3 separate regions of the Mus musculus genome follow, and all the other regions are linked to region 1. Evidence: chromatin contacts called from public Hi-C and promoter capture Hi-C data. All regions are on one chromosome and are shown on one strand. Each heading gives the region's core, a stretch centred on a gene start, on an enhancer-like site or on the middle of the called end of the contact. The rest is flanking DNA. Distances are from core to core; before and after follow the strand shown. Region 1 has its middle 67 kb from the start of Gm31333. Region 2 holds the start of Colec11 (collectin sub-family member 11). Region 3 overlaps Eipr1 (EARP complex and GARP complex interacting protein 1).

Region 1 (3,362 bases), core at 514-3,013:
AGAGTGGAGTCAGGGTGTAAGTCGCAGGCTGTTCTGACCATAGATCTGCTCTCTCCACTGGCTGGGTCCCTCCAGGCTCAGAACATTGCTGTTCTGCAGAGGGCACAGTTTGATATCGATGATCTAGGTTCTCATGGACGACAGTGCACCTTCAAGTCTACAGAAAGAAGCGTGAAGCTGCTCCTTGTCCACTAACACTGATGAGGTGTCGGTGTGCAGGACTTGGTGTTGTCTCATCAGCTCTTAGTAAACTTGACTTTGCATTGTGGTTAGTGACTCCAACAAGGAACAGTACATGGCAGCTTTGAGATGGCAGATGAGAGTTGATCTCCAGTAAAAGAGAGACAGAAAACCACGGCCTGCCCCAATCTCAACTGCAGCATGATAAAAATATACAGCAGGCGAAGGAGTTGCTGGGTGTGGAAACCTGCCTTCCTCATCCTCTCTGGAATTCTGGTGCTCTCTATATAATGCCTGAGGATACAGATAATCTTGAGTTTCTGAGCTGGAGCTATTTTGTGGCTCCATTACTCAGGAATCGGAAGGAGACATGGCAGCTTGAGTTTGATGTTAGAGTGAGGCATATATTTCCATGTGGGCTTGGCGAATGGGAAAATTACTGGGATGTCTGCCTATGCGATCTGTGCTGCCTTCGAACAGGGGCAAGAACTGTCAGGTCACTGGTGATTGTGGTAACTGGGTTCAGTTCATAGATCGGTGAGATCTTGACCTCAGAATTGGGAGTACATACCACGTGCCAGGTCTGTGAAGGGGGCTTAGGTTTGCAGAAAAGGAGCTCAGACCTAGTGAAGAGAGGGAGAAACCAGCCAAAGAAGGGAGGCCTCAACCATGGTAAGGAGGTCCCAGGCAGGGGAAGAGGCCCCAGCCAGGGGAGACCAGCTACTGAGCAGAGGTGCACATTGTTGGGGTAGGCCTTGTGCTAGCTTGTGTGTCTTCCTAGAGGAGACCTCTGACTCCGTGAGGATTGGTCAGAGGACTGAAGAAACTTGGCTAAACCAAGCAGGCGGTGCCCTAAGGATGAAGAACGAGCTTCTCTTTGCGTCAGAAAGAGCAATGTGTTCAAAAGCAGGCTCTTGTGAAAGCCAGCCTGTTGGAAGCAGGACAGCTAAGACAGTGCAGGGATTAGGCTAGAAGGGCTGACACTGCTCAGCTGTGGGTTCTGGTGTCCTACACCCAGGCTGAGCAAGGCCAGTGGTAGAAATGAAGCTCAGATTATGTGTGGACAACATGTAAAGACTGGAAGAATGAGAGGTGAATGGGGAAGGGGTTGCCTGGGATTCCCAGACAACCATGAAGCTCTGCTTTCTACCCTGAAGGGAAGAAAGCCACCATGCCCTTCTTCCCCATGACCTTGCCTTGCCTCCGAGACAGCCACATTGCTGTGTTCCTATGACAGGTCTGTGATTGTGGGGGCAAGATCTAGTTGCTTAGGGTCTTGGTTCTCCTAGGCCAGGGCTGTGCTCTTTCTGGCCTTACCTTTGCAAGATGTCGTAAGATGGTAGCGTGAGTCATGAGCACTCTCTGGCTTATTCCTTTCTGTCTCTTTTTTTGCAGAGATATTCTACCAGCTTCACAGTGTGCTGTGGAGAACATAGCTCTCTATCTTGGGCTGTGGCCCCTCCCAGGCCTCTCTCCTCCTGTGGCTGTTGGCATCCCAAGGTCTGATACCTAACTCTCAGACTCCACTTTGATTTTGGAGACCTATTTAGACGCCTCTCTGGCTTACTGAACTCGGCTCTCAGTTTGAAGCTGGATTCTGTATATTTGTTGAATAAATATTGAATGAGCAGAGGCCTTTGATCTTCCTGCCACTGACAGCTCTTGGCAAGACGCTTCTGTAACCTTGATCTTCTGAGAATCTCACTGGCCACCTGAGGAAGGGCTTGCGATTTCTCATCTGAAGAGCTTGAGTTCTGTGGATAAAGCCACATGCTCTCCTTTGAGGCACAGGCAGACCCCAGCTCCTCAGACAAGGTTGTAAAGCCTTTGTCCTTCTCCACACTCTCTCCCTACTTGCCTCTAACTGAGAGTGCACGATGGTTGCTCTGCTTGCGTTTGAGCCGGCCTTGGTCACCATAGAGACATACATCCCTATGACAGCCTCCACAAAGGCTCTTTCACGAAGCTGTCCTTTCTCTTCCTTTTTCAAGGTCCCTCTTTTCATAACAACCTTCAAAACCCAACAAGTGGGAGATCTGCAAACAGCAGGGAAGATAGTCCCACGATAGCAGGGGATGCCGACACAGGTTCCCAGAAGGCAGCCACTTGACAGATGTCTCCACAACTGCACCCCACCCCAGAGGGTATATTACCCTCTTCAACTGAGTCAGACTTAAAAACCAATTTGAAGTCATTGCACCGACAGTCGGCTCCTCTGTGAGTTGAAGAGTCAGGCTGGCAGCTCCACTCTCTGAGAAATGACAGCATTCCTGACGCCTGTGTGTCTTGGGAGCAGGAAAGACACTGTCTAGGGTCCCAGCACAGCCCATATGAGTTTGAGAGAAAGCTATTTTAGGAGTGCCTTCCTCCATGTCTTGTGTCACTGATGGGTGAGTGGGTTAGAGAGATTTTCCTCTCAGTATTACTACTGTCCCCAAGCTTTCCCCTCGCTCTCTTCAATTATAGAAGCACACGTCCTCTGCTTGTGGAACCTTTTGCAGCACTAGGGGTAGGTGAGGGGACAGTCTGACCTTAGCTGTCTTTGGGGCACCCCTCTGGAGCCATCTTTTTCAGCTTTAGAGTGGGTCCTTTTCTGAGGTAGGAGAATAGGGAGGGAGGATTCAGAGCCATCAGGAATAGAAACTTCTCTAATCACAAGCTACAGGTAACAAAACAGCATGTATCTGTGGGGGTGGGAATGAGGGAGAAGGGTAAGCTGGCACTCTCCTGATTGACAGGTACAGGAGAAGGTGGTGCTAGGCAAATGATCTAGAGAAGATCTGGGCCTTCCAGGGTTGACATCCACAGGAGGTCTCCCCTTCTCTGAGGAGAAAGGGAAAGGGCTTAGGGGGAGGGGAGAGGAGAGGGAAGGAGTGGGAGGAGAGGAAGGAAGAGAAGCTCCTCTGAGGAGACAATGTTAAACAAAAAAATCTAGACCTTCATGGCCCAGGGCTTTTAGCCTCAGGCTCTTCCTCAGCTCTCTGACCCACTTTCCACTCTGGAATGCTTTTGTCTCTTAATAAACTCTTGTTTCTCTCATTGTCCATGAGTCCTGGCCCAATTCTTTGTTCCTGAACCCAAGAATCTGGGTATCTTAGTGAACTCTGCTGCACACCATCCTGGTTGGCTTTGTTTGTGTGACGAACACTGTGACTAAAAGAAACTTTTGTGGGGGGCTTGGG
Region 2 (3,362 bases), core at 623-3,122, 450 kb before region 1:
CACATAGGAACAGACAGACACAGACACACATACATAGTTTTTAAACAACTCAAAAGGCTGGGCATGGTGGCCCCTGCCAAACACATGAGAGGCAGAGAGGATTCCTGTGAGTTTGAGGCCAGCCAACACTATGAAAGGAGACCCCATGAAAACAAACAATCAATCAATCAAAGCGATGCTAACCCTTGCTGCACCCTCTGTCGGTTAGATTAAAAACTGCTCAGATGTTTGTTTTTCTCCATGCTCTCGGGATGGCACAGGAATGTATTCCATAGAAACAAACGCTCCTCCAGAGACAGCAGGCATCCAGCAAGACAGTCATCACTTTCTATCCCATGAAAGTCCTAAGTGTGGCTTTACAAAAGATCAGGCCACAGCAGACAAGCTGTGACAAGGAAGAACAGAGATGAAGAATACCCCGAGCTGGCTCCTCCTCCTCTCTCACTGACTCTCCTGCCTGTGTGTCCTTACCCTCAGTTCTATCTAAGCTAGTGGGTGTGATGGGGCCCTGTCCTCCAACTTTCTCAGATTCTGCCCCAGACCTGGCCCAGAACAGGGCAGGTGGTCACATAGAGGTTGGGTGGGGGGAGGTACCATGTCCACCAGGAAGTACTGGCTTGTGTTCTGGTCCGTTGCCTCTCAGGAAAGGAATTTGGTTTTATAAACGGAGACTATGCAGCAAGCCCAAAATCTTTTTAAAAACAACATCCTTATCTCTTAGCCAGGGCCCAAAGACTGGGGCCCCACTTCCATCAAAGAGACAGCTTTCTGGGGAGAGATTAAATGTGGAATTCACAAAAGAAACAAGAATGAACTGGCAGCAGGCCAGGGGGAAACACAGTAGCCAAACACATCATGACGTGTCCATTAAACACCTACAGTGAAGCCCTGGATCTTGCAGACTCTGAACTATCTGCTGCGAACGGTACTGTCATTTGGAAGCCTCCTCTGTCCTAAAGTGACACTCCCACCCCCCGCCATGAGGCTACAGGGAGGATCTTACCAACACCATGGTAAGGAGACATCTGCCTGTTCTCCTTCGTCTTTGGCACAGATGTCTCAAGATTGGAGAGAAAACCAAATGTGAAGGTTTGGAGCTCTGCTCTCCCAGGCAAGAGTGCTTGTCAAATCAAGTTCCATTCTGCCAAGCAATGGCTTACAAATTTGACCATTTTAATATGGAGCTGCTAGCTGGGGCCACTCAGACACAGCAGCTAGTCCCAAAGCCTGGTGTCAGGGCACAACAAGCAACTGCCCTTTGGAGTTACTCCCCTTTCCAGTGTTGGGAGGCTCTGTCCACTGTTAGATGGCTCCCCTGAGGGAAGTGTACCTCCCTCCTGGTCCCCTCCCCACACTACCTAAAACCACAGCTGAGTATGTCTTGGTGTTGTAGGTCCCTGAACAGGGCTTTCTTAGCTGTCAACCCATAAATGCTGCCCACTGCCAGCCTGGAGTATGTCACTCTCTCAGGTTGGAGTTAGAAATGATCTATGCAAACTCCAGCTCTTAAATAACCTGAGTAACTGTATTTCCATCATTCTGATTGACCAGAATCTGCCTCTGCTGGCTTCTCGAAGATTCCACCTTTAACTCTGAGCTAAATAAATTTTAGAACTCTAGCGTCTAACTTACTGATCAACTCCAGGATACTGAATCCCACTTTGCCAAATTCCACAGCCTGGGTCTACCCTCCAGCCCTGTTTGGAAATTTGCCCTCCTGCCTGTGCTCGACACCTGTCCAGTCCTGGCCTAGTGTCCTGGGGCAGCATCTCTTACCTGGATGCACACTAGGCGAAGGAGCTGTCCTGACAGTCACCGGCTGGCAGAGACACTGCTCCAAGGAGCCTCATGGCTGTTATTTACAGAGACCAGCTGCAGTCCAGCTCAGAGAGAAACCCTGCCTGGGATGTCAGACAGCCCAGCGAATCTGCTGGAGGCTGCAGCCTTATCTGCAAGAGCTTCCTGCCTGAAACCATCAGCTGTCCTGCAGGGCCCTGTGGAGTGTGGGAACTCGGCCCCTGCTGCCAAAGGGGTGTCTGGGGAGCCCAGCCAACCCCACCCCAAACATTCTCTCTCAATTTTGGTTTTCTTTCCTGTTTTGCTTTCTTTTCTTTTTCTTCGAATAAGTGCATGTGCCAAACATGGGGGTGCATGCCAGTAATCCCTGCATTCTGAAGACTAAAGCAGGAGGATTGCTGTGAGTTAAAGGCCAGCCTAGACTATGTAGCAAGTTCAAGGCCAGCCAGGTAGGAGTGCATACTGAGACTGTGTATGAATCTCTGCATACACATGCACCTGCTTACACACACACACACACACACACACACACACACTACAAGTCATTCCCACACAGCAAGCTGGAGAGATCAACAAGAGTTCTGTGCTATAGCAAAACAGACTCCAAAAGCTACCCACTGTGGAGTTCCATCTATAAAATACTCCTGAGAGAGCTGGGCAGTGGTGGCGCACGCCTGTAATCCCAGCACTTGGGAGGCAGAGGCAGGCAGATTTCTGAGTTCGAGGCCAGCCTGGTCTACAAAGTGAGTTCCAAGACAGCCAGGGCTACAAAGAGAAACCCTGTCTTGAAAAACAAACAAACAAACAAACAAACAAACCAAAAACAAACAAACAAACAAACTACTCCTGAGAGCCTGTTAGGAGGTTGATCGGGGGAGCACAAGCACGCTAACACCCTCAAAGAAACAACAGTCGTCCTCCATCAGGGAAGCTGTACTGCTGGCGTGTAGCTTCAGGACAACTCTGTAGATCCATGAGGGAAGAAGCCAGATCAGTCAAACCAACTTCACGATCAATGGAGTGTGTGATGTTGCAGCCATATTGCCCTTACAACCTGTTCATATAAGACTCTTAAAGTGATAAAACTATAAAAATCAAGGACAGATCAGTGATTGGCTAGGACACTGTGTGCCTCAAGGGTGACATGGCTTGGCCTGCTTATGTTGGAATCTGGGTTGCAGTGCTGTGCCAGACTTTCCACTGGGGAAACTGGGCTCAAGGGAACCCTCTGGAATGTTTTCTACAACTGCATGTCAATCTATAATCTCCTCTAAATAAAGCTTAGCTTTTATGTTTTGTTTCTCAAACAGAGCCTCATGTAGCTCTCCTCAAAATCAATAGAAATGGCTTTAGCTCATTCACATTTCCGAAGTTCACAGAAGTACACAAAGCTAACCAAGAGTTCCAAGAATCCTTCCTAAGACCTACCCAAACATTGAGCGATGGTAGCGTATGCTTTTAATCCCAGCAGTCAGGAGGCAGGGGTAGGCGGACCTCTAAGTTCCATGCCACCCTGGTCAACAGAGTAAGTTCCTGAACAGCCAAACCAAGGGTACACAGAGAAA
Region 3 (3,362 bases), core at 225-2,724, 270 kb before region 1:
CCAGCTCCAAGTAAATGTTGTCCCCTAAGAGTTGGTCATGGTGTCTCTTCACACAGTGGGAGCCCTAACCGAGACACCGTGTATGCTGTTCTCTGCTGTGGTCAGTTTGCTTGCACAGGCTTGGCGAAGCGGTGCTTACACTGCCTTCTTGTGTTAGTTACTGGCCCTTCCTGTGAGCTGTTGCTCTTGCTGTCAGCCTGTCTCAAGCATGGGGTGAGGATGCTCATTTTTCCTTTCTCTTTTCCAAAGTCCCCAGAGATTGAGACCTGTCTACATTTTGCAGGCAAAGGCACCAAAGCCTATGAACTTGCTGGAGTAGCTTGCATGTGGTCAGACAGCTGATTCGCAGAAGCCAGAAATATAATACGCTTCCTTTGATAGCCACTTGGACCTTCTTGATGGCTGCCCCTTGCACCTTCTTTGTACCGGACGGAACAACTTTCCTCATATTTACTTAGAAAACTAAGATTTTTTTAGGTGCAAATTGTATCAAGTGGATATTTTTGTAAGAGAGTGTTTTTTGGTATTTCAGCCCAAGGAAAAATAGTAGAAACCTAAACATGACAGTCTGCAAATCGTTAGAGTTTCAAAGAATGAAGGTGTGATTTTTTTTTTTTTTTGTGCAAGGGTGTTAATTAATGTCTGACATGGCTGAGTGCCCGAGTAGTGCTCTGATCAGTGTAAAACCCCATCTCTCAGATCTGATGCTTCAGCTCATGCTGAGGACCCACCGGTTCTCTGTAACAGGAGTGCTCTCCAGAGAGCAAATAGTTTGACATTTTGTGGATGCCACTGCCCTTGTTTTAGTTATCGAGGTTTGCTCTGGAGAGCAGGCAGATACATGTATCAACCTTGTGTCAATCTCATCTGCTTCATGTGCCAGACTGCCTCATTTAGCTAGGGTGGTGACTGAATAGTTTGGTCCAGGGCATGGCATCCCTGTTAGACCAGGCCAGGTATCAGGGTGTCAGTGTGGGTAAGCCTTCATACTCTGTTCCCTCTGGAGACATTCGGTTTCTAGAAAGGCAAACCTTTCCAATAGCCAGGGCTCTTTGAATCAAGCTCAGCTCAGGGAGAGAGCCACTGGCCATCGTCCTTCCAGCTCCATTATAGAAGTGGCTGGGAGAGAGATCAATGGGAATAGGTCAACCTGTACATGAAAAGTTGGAAGGGAACAGCAGAGCCAGAATTTTAATTTTTCTACTTGCTGTACAAGAAGATGCACTCACAGAGGATCCAGGTTCCATTCCCAGTACCCATGTCAGCAGGCTCGAAACAGCTGCTAACTCTGGCTCCAGGGGGGAGGAGTTATGGGGGGGGGGATATCTCTCATAGGCCAGGCCTAGAGCTTGCCACGTAGACCAAGGCCAGCAAGCCTCAGTGTTTCTTTTATCTGTCTCTGCTCCCCCAGCTTTGGGAGCCTTTTACCTGATTCTTAGACTCAGGTCTTCATGTTGCAACATAAGCGCTTTACTGACTGAGATGTTTCATCATCCCTGAGAGAACACTGTTGGCTGCTAGCCTATGCTGCTCTGTGGTTGTTGAATCCAGCTATGTCTTGACCTATTTATTCCCTTCCAGATGTCCTGCAGGTCTAGGTAAATAGTGAAATAGGAGCTGTGATCAAAGAAGACAGGGCCCTGGGCACTGCAATTCTGTTAGAGGGCATATTCAGAGCCAGTGTGGGTGGAGACATGTTCATGTGGCTCAGGTAGGAAATCAGAAGTCTGGAGAAGGCAGGGCAGCCTGGGTTGGAAAGGAAGGCTGTAGATGGCTCTGACATCAGCCTGCTTGCTGCCCTTGTTTGACTCCTCCTCCTGGGGTGGGGTGGTTATCACTAGAAAGGACTTGGAGTCAAGCTTTAGAGATGTCCTGAGGCATACTGCAGCTGCTGGTGCATTCCTGATAAGCTCAGGAATGACTAATGCAGTTAAGGATGTGGGGTGGAGGACAGAGCACCCTTTGTTCCATTCAGCTGATATATGCTAGGCAGTGATGCTCCAGCTCAGAGTCAGAGCTGAAGGAGAGGAAGGACTCTTGGTGGTGTGCTTTTCACTTCTCTGTCTTCTGTGCAGTCCTTGGAGCTCACACACAAGACAGCTGCCTTCACAGAGGTTGCACGACTGAGCCAAGATTTTACAAGATATTAGCAGGATCAAATGGAGCACCGCCCAAGTGACCCCACACACTCAGTGGACACATAGGCCCTCATTCATCAACCAAGGCTGGTCAACTACTTCAGAAGAGACAGCAAATCATGGGCCGGTTGTCCCTTTTCCCATAAGCATTAGTGTTTGCCAAGCATTTATCTGGCAACTCAAGTAATGTCATTGTTTTAGGTAAATGTGTGTTCATGCCGCTTACATATTTGTAAATTTTGTGTATGTGTGTGTGCGTGTGTGTGTGTGTGTGTGTGACTGTGTGTTGCTATGTGCACGGAGGCTGGGGCATTGGATTTTCCCTAGAGTTAGAGTTAGAGTCTGTTGAGAGCCTGCTGCCATGGGTCCTGGGAAGGGAACCTGGATCCTCTACAAGTGCACTGCACATACACATTCTTAACTGCGGAGGCATCTCTTCAGCCCCGGCTGTCATCGTTTTTATGCTATCTATCTGTGATAGAGATCAAGACATTCTTCTGAGTCCTGTCTCCTGCATCTGTATCCCCCCTTTCCAGAACTCTTCCCCTGAACCCCTCTCTGGCTTTCCAGTTTTAGTTGTAGAGCATCTAGGAGGGAATGCGCAGCCTGAATGTAGAGGCTCTGCTGTTGTGACTCCTGCCCCTGTATGTGTTTTCTGTTTGTTTTCTTTTGCTTTTGTTTTTGTCTTCTAAATAGGCAGGGTTTTTAAATAGCTTGCTATTACTGAGGCTTTTAAGAACATTGCACATCATTTTCACAGAAACTTCTCCTAAGTATTTTAAATCAGTATTTAACCAAGACAACACACAGCTGCTATAAATCGGTCTTGCCAGTTGAGCAGAAGCCCAGGTGGACTGAGGACTTGGGCTCAGATATTTGCGGGATTCATCTTCTCAGAGGAATCAGAGCTCTGTTGGGGTGTCAATATGGGATTCTACTACTGGATCAAATTGTAATGTGTAATCACAGTGTCTATGTCATAATTTTATTGTCATTTTGTTCCTCAGGTGACTCCTTATTGTATTGCTAAAAGTATAAAATATATATAACTCTAGGGGTATTTTAGATAGCGGATATGCCGGTGACAATGTCAGTATCTTAAGTCTAATAATAGAGTTGCCATTGCTGGTTCTTTCTCCTGTATTTAGGCTGCTATTTTTAACATTAACTATTCTTACATCTTTGTTAAGACAACAGGGATTTATTTTTACTCACTATTTTGTT

What was found. Promoter capture Hi-C pulls out the DNA fragments that hold promoters and counts their contacts. A called contact is a pair of places that touch in the nucleus more often than the background predicts.
Region 2: a promoter capture Hi-C map of liver shows a contact between it and region 1, with 2.1 times the contacts expected there. The contact joins the promoter of Colec11 here to the enhancer-like site in region 1. A contact is called at or near these places in 3 of 39 promoter capture datasets (the C10 cell line and liver), 5 of 115 datasets of contacts at active chromatin or transcription factors (embryonic stem cells, epiblast stem cells and stem cell-derived neural progenitor cells) and 1 of 9 other capture datasets (adipose tissue).
Region 3: a Hi-C map of liver shows a contact between it and region 1, with 2.3 times the contacts expected there. The contact joins two enhancer-like sites. A contact is called at or near these places in 1 of 484 Hi-C or Micro-C datasets (liver), 4 of 115 datasets of contacts at active chromatin or transcription factors (astrocytes, embryonic stem cells, epiblast stem cells and 1 more) and 1 of 9 other capture datasets (embryonic tail).

What each region holds. Positions count from the first base shown.
Region 1 is chr12:29,073,633-29,076,994 of GRCm38.p6, forward strand. No RefSeq gene overlaps it. Among named protein-coding and RNA genes, the nearest start is that of Gm31333, 67 kb to the right of the region's middle. Within about 2 kb of position 1,764, at least 20 of the 459 cell types and tissues checked have an H3K27ac peak or open chromatin away from gene starts, as enhancers often do. A contact at or near this core is called in liver, where this site is marked.
Region 2 is chr12:28,621,458-28,624,819 of GRCm38.p6, forward strand. It overlaps Colec11 (collectin sub-family member 11), which reads right to left and starts at 1,873. Exons shown (of 7, transcript NM_027866.2): 1 at 1,777-1,873.
Region 3 is chr12:28,803,442-28,806,803 of GRCm38.p6, forward strand. The region is part of intron 3 of Eipr1 (EARP complex and GARP complex interacting protein 1); the gene reads left to right. Among named protein-coding and RNA genes, the nearest start is that of Gm46345, 38 kb to the left of the region's middle. Within about 2 kb of position 1,475, at least 131 of the 459 cell types and tissues checked have an H3K27ac peak or open chromatin away from gene starts, as enhancers often do. A contact at or near this core is called in liver, where this site is marked.